Linked DNA regions of Mus musculus: region 1 is linked to region 2. Evidence: chromatin contacts called from public promoter capture Hi-C data. All regions are on one chromosome and are shown on one strand. Each heading gives the region's core, a stretch centred on a gene start, on an enhancer-like site or on the middle of the called end of the contact. The rest is flanking DNA. Distances are from core to core; before and after follow the strand shown.

Evidence for each region. Promoter capture Hi-C pulls out the DNA fragments that hold promoters and counts their contacts.
Region 1: a promoter capture Hi-C map of hippocampal neurons shows a contact between it and region 2, with 5 times the contacts expected there. The contact joins two enhancer-like sites.

The regions. Positions count from the first base shown.
Region 1 is chr9:52,847,408-52,851,490 of GRCm38.p6, forward strand. No RefSeq gene overlaps it. Among named protein-coding and RNA genes, the nearest start is that of Gm39339, 28 kb to the right of the region's middle. Within about 2 kb of position 2,689, at least 10 of the 459 cell types and tissues checked have an H3K27ac peak or open chromatin away from gene starts, as enhancers often do. A contact at or near this core is called in hippocampal neurons, where this site is marked.
Region 2 is chr9:52,406,090-52,410,609 of GRCm38.p6, forward strand. No RefSeq gene overlaps it. Among named protein-coding and RNA genes, the nearest start is that of Gm33125, 15 kb to the right of the region's middle. Within about 2 kb of position 1,917, at least 11 of the 459 cell types and tissues checked have an H3K27ac peak or open chromatin away from gene starts, as enhancers often do. A contact at or near this core is called in hippocampal neurons, where this site is marked.

The sequences.
Region 1 (4,083 bases), core at 1,439-3,938, 440 kb after region 2:
GAAAATTGGGCATTGTACTACTGGAAGATCCAGCAATTCCTCTCCTGGGCATATAACCAGAAGATTTTCCAACTTGTAATAAGGACACATGCTCCACTATATTCATAGCAGCCTTATTTATAATATTTATAATAGCCAGAAGCTGGAAAGAACCTAGATGTCCCTCAACAGAGTAATGGATACAAAAAATGTGGTACATTTACACAATGGAGTACTACTCAACAATTAAAAACAATGAATTCATGAAATTCTTAGGCAAATGGATACATCTGGAGGATATCATCCTGAGTGAGGTAACCCAATCACAAAAGAACACACACGATATGCACTCACTGATAAGCGGATATTAGCCCAGAATCTTAGAATATCCAAGATACAATTTGCAAAACACATGAAACTCAAGAATAAGGAAGACCAAAGTGTGGATACTTTGCTCCTTCTTAGAATGGGGAACAAAATACCCATGTAAGGAGTCACAGAGACAAAGGTTGGAGCTGAGGCTGAAGGAAGGACCATCCAGAGACTGCCCCACCCGGAGATCCATCCCATAAAACCCACCAAACCCAGACACTATTGCATATGCCAGCAAGATTTTGCTGAAAGGAACCTGATATAGCTGTCTCTTGTGAGGCTATGCCAGTGCCTGGCAAATACAGAAGTGGATGCTCACAGTCATCTATTGGATGGAACACAGGGCCCCTAATGAAGGAGCTAGAGAAAGTACCCAAGGAATTAAAGGGGTCTGCAACCCTATAGGAGGAACAACAATATGAACTAACCAGTACCTCCCAGAGCTGTGTCTCTAGTTGCATATGTAGCAGAGGATGGCCTAGTTGGCCATCAATGGAGGAGAGGCCCTTGGTCTTCTGAAGATCATATGCCCCAGTACAGGGGAATGTCAGGGCCAGGAGTGGTGGGTTGGGGAGCAGGGTGGGGGGGGGTATAGGGAGCTTTGGGGATAGCATTTTGAAATGTAAATGAAGAAAAGATCTAATAAAAATCATGTCTGCAAAAAAAAAAAGGCAACATTGTAGCTATAATTGGGTTTACTCAAGTAATGGAAAAATGTTAAACACTAGGAATTCCTTGATACAAGTCAGTATATTAGGTCCCAGAATACGGTTCAGTAGCTATAGGATTTGCCACTGAGTCCGACAACCTAAGTTTAATCCCCAGGATCCAAATACTAGAAGAAGAGAACTGGCTTCCTCAGGTTGTCCTCCAGCCTCAGTGCTTGCCCTAGCACATACATGCAACACACACACACACACACACACACACACACACACACACACACACAGAGAGAGAGAGAGAGAGAGAGAGAGAGACAGACAGACAGACAGACAGACAGAGAAAGAGAGACAGAGACAGACAGAGAGACAGAGAGAGAACGTTGTAAACCTATCTTCTTCACAGTTACAATTTCATCAATGCCATTAAAATAAGCTGAGTTAAAATAACTGACAGCCATATCTAACAAGAATAAGTATTATGCTCAGGAAAGGATTCACAAAAGGTAAAAAAAGATATTTTTTCTGTCCAAAAAGGCTGAGCTGGATAGTTTTGTGTTGACTTGACACAAGCTAGAGTCATTTTGAAAGAGGGAACCCAATTTGGAAAGTGGCCCCAGCAGATTGGTCTGGGGACAAATCTGTGATCCATTTTCCTGATTAATGATTGGCAGGAGAAGGTCCTATTCACTGTGGGTGACACTGCCCCTGGACAGGTGTGGAGAGTCGTAAGTAATCGCCATTACAAGATGGCGCTGGCTCCCGCTGTGCCTAACTAGTAAACAAGCATTGTGCGCAGGTGTGAGAATGAATTCACACCAAGTCACTGCCCATCTCGGGGCGTAGTAATGAGGTGATGGGCGAGCAACAAATCAGGTGCTGACACACCAGGCTGAGGGCTACATAAGCAGCACCATTTTCCGGGTTCTGGGTCTTCCCTCCTGAAGAAGCAATAAAGCTTTTGCTGCAGAAGAATCCGGTCATCTGAGTGTGTTCTTGCCGGCGAGAACAATAGCTCGGGACAGACAGGTAGTCTTAGAGGGGTACAAAAAAAAAAAAAAAAAAAAAACCACAGGCTGAGTAAGCCAGTAAGCAGTGCTCCTCCATGACCTTGCCTCAGTTCCTGCCTCAAGGTTCCTGCTTTGAGTTCCTGCACCAGCTTCCCTTCATGATAGACTAGAAAAGTAAGATGAAATAAATCCTTTTCTCCCCAGCTTATATTTGGTTGTGGTGTTTTATCACAGCAACAGAAACCACAACTAAGACAACAGCTTTGAGTTGATGGGGCATTGAATCTAGGAATCACTGCTTGGGTCAATTTGAAGAAGTAACACACTTTGACCTTTTTCTGAGAGAAGCTAATAGTTCTTGACAGAAGAGTTAAGAGTTTTGACCCTTTGGGTAAAAACGATTCAGTAGTGCCTGCCCCTCCAGCAGCAGAGAGGCCCTCCACTCAGCACATCTGTCTTTATATCAAGCTCCCTGGCAAGGCCCCATAAAGGCTGTTCATGGTGACCCCATCTGCCAGAAGATGTAGAGTGTGTCTCACAGACAGGCATGCCATGACTCTGCGAGGGAGGGCAGGTGAGTGTGTTAAGGATGCCCTGGTATAAAGCTCTGAGTCGTGGTACAAAACTGGGGATTGCTGAGAAGCAGCAGCAGCACACAGATCCTCTCAGTGGGAAGCTATTAGAGTGGAGGCAGCTGGTTTTGGAGCAAAGGAATCCATCCAAGTGAGGAGGAGACAGTTTTGCTAACACTGGCAGGCTTTCAAGAGGCCGTATACCCAATAATCAGACAAGCCCTGTGCAGTTACAAAAAGGAAGGGCCACAGCTCCCAAATTGATTCTTACCAGCCTTCCCCCACTCCACCCCAGAGCTCAGGTCCAATAACAACCAGTACCAACAATGTGAAAAATTTTTTAAAGAAATTGATAGAGAACCACTACATCAGATTCAGATTCATAGGAAAGGCTTTATGCATGGTCTGAAACCTTCTTCAAGAGGAAATCAGACAAGAAACTTCCCCCATGGCACCAACAGCAACAGCAACAGTGTTGCCCCCAGGCTTATGTTTTCTAGTATTGGTACCACAGATCAACCAAGGCTTTTAGAAAGACCCACTCTGTGTCCAACACAGTGCTGGTGCCTAAAAGGACATCAAAGGAGCCTTTAATAAAAAAAAAAATCTCATCGCCAAAATCAATTCAAGGCACACTTAATACGTGGGTGTGAGATTACACAGAGAAGTGTGGTGATGATTTCTGTGAACAGCAGTACAGAGAAATCCAAATGAAGAAGTGGGATGTGGGCCCTGGAGGGAGGAGGGGAGGGGAGGACAGGCAGGCAAGGGGAATAGGAAGAACACTGTGGGAGGGAAGAACAGAATGAGTGGAGGCTCAAACATGGAGGGGAGCTGGCATGAAATGAAGGTCACAGCATCTGCTGAGAATTCATGGGCCCATTTCTACTGGGAAGATATCTGATGCTGATCATTGTGCTGACAGTCCTTTGTACCAGGTCAACACCAGCCCACTCATATTATGGGAACATATGACCTAGGTCACCATCATCTATCACATTTGGCAAGGATGACCTACATTTTCAGAGCTGGTTAGATTAACTGGTTCTCCAGATAATCAAACGTCATGGATGTTTTCTCCTGGCCTTCTGTCTTCAGATTGAAACCTTAGGAACCTTTCTCCCCAGTGTGACCATTTTACCAAAGACCATGCTCCATCAGACCACCACACCCGTCAACCTTGTCAATCATAAACCATTAAATACCAACCATGAAGGAGTCATTTTGGTATTATGATAAATGACATAAAACTCAGGAAAATATAATAAAATAGAAAAAACTTCTTAATTTTTAGGATTAAAAAATATATCAAATAAATTCTAGATATTGTGTAGTGAGTTAGGATTTGGGGATCCTCACATCCAGAAGGAGATAGGAAGAAAGGGGTAAAAACATAGAAAATCCACCGCACCCCAGAATATGAAGAAAAATGACACTTGGGAGCTCTAAGTATTAGAAATACCAGCTCAGGCTTTTGGCAATGAAATCTGG
Region 2 (4,520 bases), core at 667-3,166:
CTAGAAGAACAGACAGTGCTCTCAACCTCTGAGCCATCTCTCCAGCCCCACTGTCCTTCTTCTTATTCAGTTCTCAGTTTAAATGTCAAATCTTGAGAGAGCCCTTCCCTTCCCAGCCTATCTATCTCACCCACCCTCTCTCATGTCCCCACTACTAATTTCATAACACTCACTGTTGTCTGAATAAAGGTAAACTTCTGGAGAGAGGGGCTCTGGTTGGCCATGCTCACTACTGTGACCCCGGTCGCTGTGATTGTAAGTTTCTGATACCTTCTAGACACACAGTAATCTCTGCTGGACATTACTGAGGAGAAAAAGCAGAAGGAAGAGAAAGGAATGAACTCTTTATAATCTCTGCATTCCCAGAATTCCAAGTCTGCCCTCAGTATCCAGCATATGTGGTCCCCTTGTTTTCAGAGTCAGTAGGCTCTAGGTGAGAATGCAAAACAAGCCAGTATATCCACAGTCTTAATTGCTCCTTTCTTAATGTTAATACCCAGCAATTTTAGTGGCAATTTGAACTGCAGCCTTTATGAGTAGGAGCCAGGATCTCAATGAGAACCAGGGGAAGCAGTAATCACCAGCAAGCTTTAGTCAAATTTAAATATAGACCTGGCAGCAGAAAGCAAATCCAGCCACGAAGCATGGACGTATCGGAGTAGCACATCAGGTAGGCTATTGGCTTCTCCAAAATGTATGCAAGCTTTCTGAACTGAGAACTTAGGGTGAGCAGACACCTGCATGTTGCACAAGTGCCTGATAGTGTTTTTTGTTTATCCGGTACATAAATGCATGGCAGTACTCAGCTGGCTTTCTAACACAGCATCCGAGATCTAACTCCCTAGGGAAGGAGCTGGAAAAGGGATGCATTCGACTTAAGCTGAACAAATCAAGAGAAGAGTCTGTGATCTCCCCCAGGCAGTGTTCTGAACCATACAGACAGATTGGAAGCATCGATAAAAGAAGTGTGTCAACGAAAGAGTCCAAAGGCCACAGAAGCACAGCACAGGCTGTAAATTTAGTAACTTTGTGTCTGTCTTGCTCCCTTCCTATACTTTGTGGTTAACTAAGAAATTGAGACCAGAGTAGACAAAAAAAAAAAAAAAGGCAAGCTTGTTTAGGATTGTGCCAAAAGGCAATGTGGTCATGGTAGCAACAGACCTCTTCTGTAAGGTGTGGGCTGTGTTGGTGTCCATTTTGGAAGCAGTCCTGTGTGGTTAGCGTGAGACACTATGCATGCAACATCTAAGGGCAGTCCTGATTGGTCGATGTTGGAGTCTATGAAAGAGGCTGGGTTTGCTGAGTAGCAGCTCTATCTCATTGGCTGCTCTCAGTTCCATCCCCTTTCCAGAGCCATGGTTTCCTGTTGGAGTCTACAATCTGGACCAGGCCTGCAAGTAAACCCACTCCCACGCCAACCTTTGTCCACAGCCCCTCTGGACTTCTTGAGTCACTAGACTATGTACTCCTCTCTGAGTTCAAGCACAGGTTGTCACCTGGATCTTCCAGTTGCAAAGCTCTGTACTTAAACTTTCAAGAGTAGGTCCTGAAGAAGTATTCCAATTCAACAGCCAGAATACCTGGTGTGTGCTGGAGTCTACTTTTCAAATTCTGGAATTTATGAATATGTAAGTGGTTTAATTTTATCTCATAGATATATAGTTCCACCTGAGAATCTTCAGTGTCCCACACATACAGATGGTTTAGTCTGTCTTGTGGTGATTTTTTTTTTAATTTCCTGCTTTGCCTGGAGAACAGGACAATACTGTACACCAGGTGGGAAACAATGGACTCCCAGGCTCTATATATCTGGGGAATCATCTGCCCTAAAATACCTCACCACCTCCCCAGTCTTCCCTCCTCCTGGAAGAGGGGGTGGAATTGGGATGGAGCCACATTTTATATTCCATTTGCTGCCTTCTGTTCTTGTCATCTCCGCTTTTGCATTTGCCTCCACGGAGGGTTGCAAATGCACACGGGAGAAGGCTTAATGTGATTTTGGGTGCCCTGGGAGGGACAGTCTGCCAAGCGCAGATGCCACCAGGCTGCTTGCTGCGGGTGCCTGCATTACGCCACTGGATACTGTGCCTTTGGGTTTGCTTGTGTTTTAACTTAGTGGAGCAACTTAAAATCTTCATGAAGGAAATGGGAGCATTGAGGGGAGAAGGGAGTGAGGTAGGATTTCAGGTAAGGCATTGCTCTTACAAGGGCAACCCAAAGCACAACTCCAGACCTTGAGATTTGAAGATAAGGCAGAGGACTAGAAAGGGAGAGAGGGATATGCCTATTGTTAGGTCGTAAGACTAAGTGAAGTTATCAGAGATGGACCTTTTCTCCTAGGGAGGATCACATCCTTTTCCCTCAGGGAGGACCATGACCTTTTCTCCTAGGGAGGATCACATCCTTTTCCCTCAGGGAAGAATGCACCTCTTTCTCTCAGGGAGGACCACATCATTTCCCTTCCAGAGAGGACCACATCCTTTTTCCTCAGGAGGGCCACATCCTTTTTCTCAGGGAAGCTTTTCTTCCTCAACTTGTCCATTGGGAGGCAGGTGCTGTGTCCTTGGTCATGGCCAAATGCTTTCACAAGGTGGTCGCCTTCCGATTGTGGTTGCCATGACTACTCATGAACCATCGGGTCTCAGATCCGAGTCTCCAGTTCTGATCAGCATCTGCCTCTCCTTGATGTTCCAGAGACTCCTGGGTTACAATAGAAGAGTCTCTCTCTTTCTCTATCTCTGTCTCTCTCTGTCTGTCTCTGTCTCTCTCCTGTCTTTTACCTCAAACCTACCAGGCAAACCTCATTTTATTTATTTTTTATTTTCGCTCTTTAGCCCCTTTTCATGCCTCTGTGAAGAGCATAGAAGGCCACCCCAATGCGGAAGCAATACTCACCAGCTCTTGGAGAATTTACCCTTCCATCCTTCCTCAGGTTTCCCGTCTTCTTGCTATTAAAACCCTAAGTGAGACCTCGTTATTTTCGATCTTACATCCTAGTGATCTCACTGTTCTCCCACTTCTCCAGTCCATGGCTCTCACTAACTGGAATCAGCTCCTTACTGAGACTTTACTGTTTCTGATCAATTATCCACATTCCTCAGAATTGCCCTATCACCAGCCCCTCAGGAAATAATATGTCTTACACTTGGATCCATGTTTGCTGGTCCCCAGAGCCTGGCTCCTTCATTGTTCTCCTTCTGGACTCTTCCTGACACCTTATCAGTCTAACCCCCTTGCTAATTTAACTGTAAAATCAACTTCTATAGACATTAACTATTGAAGTTAGGATTCAACATCTGTTGCAAACTCAACATGTCAGAATCCACAGGAGCTATCTGTTTTAGGTGATAAACTAGGCATTTAGCTCTTATCTTTTATAATAAAAACATTTAGTTATTTTATTTGTAAGTGTTTTACTGGCATGCATGTCTGTGTACCATGTGTGTATGAAGTGTTGAGACTAGGAAAGGGCATTAGACCCCCTCAAACTGGAGTTACAGATGGTTATAAGCTGTCATGAGGTGCTGGGAACCAAACTTGGCTCTGCTATAAGCAGGCAATGTTTTTAACTGCTGAGTCATCTCTCTAGCCTCAACCATCTTATTTTCTTTAAATTTATTTAATAAATGTTTATTATATGATGAACACTTAATATATCATTGAAGCAAAAGATTAATATTAATGTTACTTTTTAGTAGATGGTATCAAGAGTTAACAGCACTATCAATGTGTCAGGGGCCATTCTGACAGTTATCATGTATTTGTTCATGAACTCTTTCCAACATCCACAGAAGTGGCTGCTCTCATTGCACCAACTGTGTTTTACATGGAGGAAGCCATGGTGTTCGGCAAATCACAAAACTAGTAGGGAACAGAATTAGAGGTGGAGGAGTCATTGTGAATCCTTAGCCAATGTTTGGTGCCTTCATTTCAGTCACTGGGTTCTGGGGAAACAGAGCCCACACACAGGTTTTTACTTCAATGTGTGACTGCTATGTTAATTACAGTTATTTAGATTTGAGTATTTGGCAGATTTTTTTCCCCCAAAATGAACAAAGTAAACCTTTGTCTTAAGGAAAAGGAACTGACAGTTTTTGTTTTCTTTGTTGCCAGTGATGAACGGTTCAGCTTCTTATGTGAAAATTGAGACTCCTATCTGCCACTGGCTTGGCTCCTTTGTCATATTTAGGTGGTGATGTTAAACGGGCATTGTTGAGAGTAGATAATGGTATGTTGTCACCACCTGGAAGATCTTCACATCTCAAGGGATTAATATCTTTCAAACGTTCAGTCCATGACATCAGAGGATCAGCCTGGGTGTGTGTCCCACTCTGTGTTCAGAAGACACTTGTAGATTTTAATGTAATTAAGTCCGATGAGCTCAATGACACATTTTCCAATTACACACACAATTAGCTTGTAAGAACCTATCATTTAGTGAATTTTAGGGTAAAATCAAATAAATCTGTTTAATATTATTTCCAAAAGAAAATAGTAATATATTTGTAAGAAATATATTT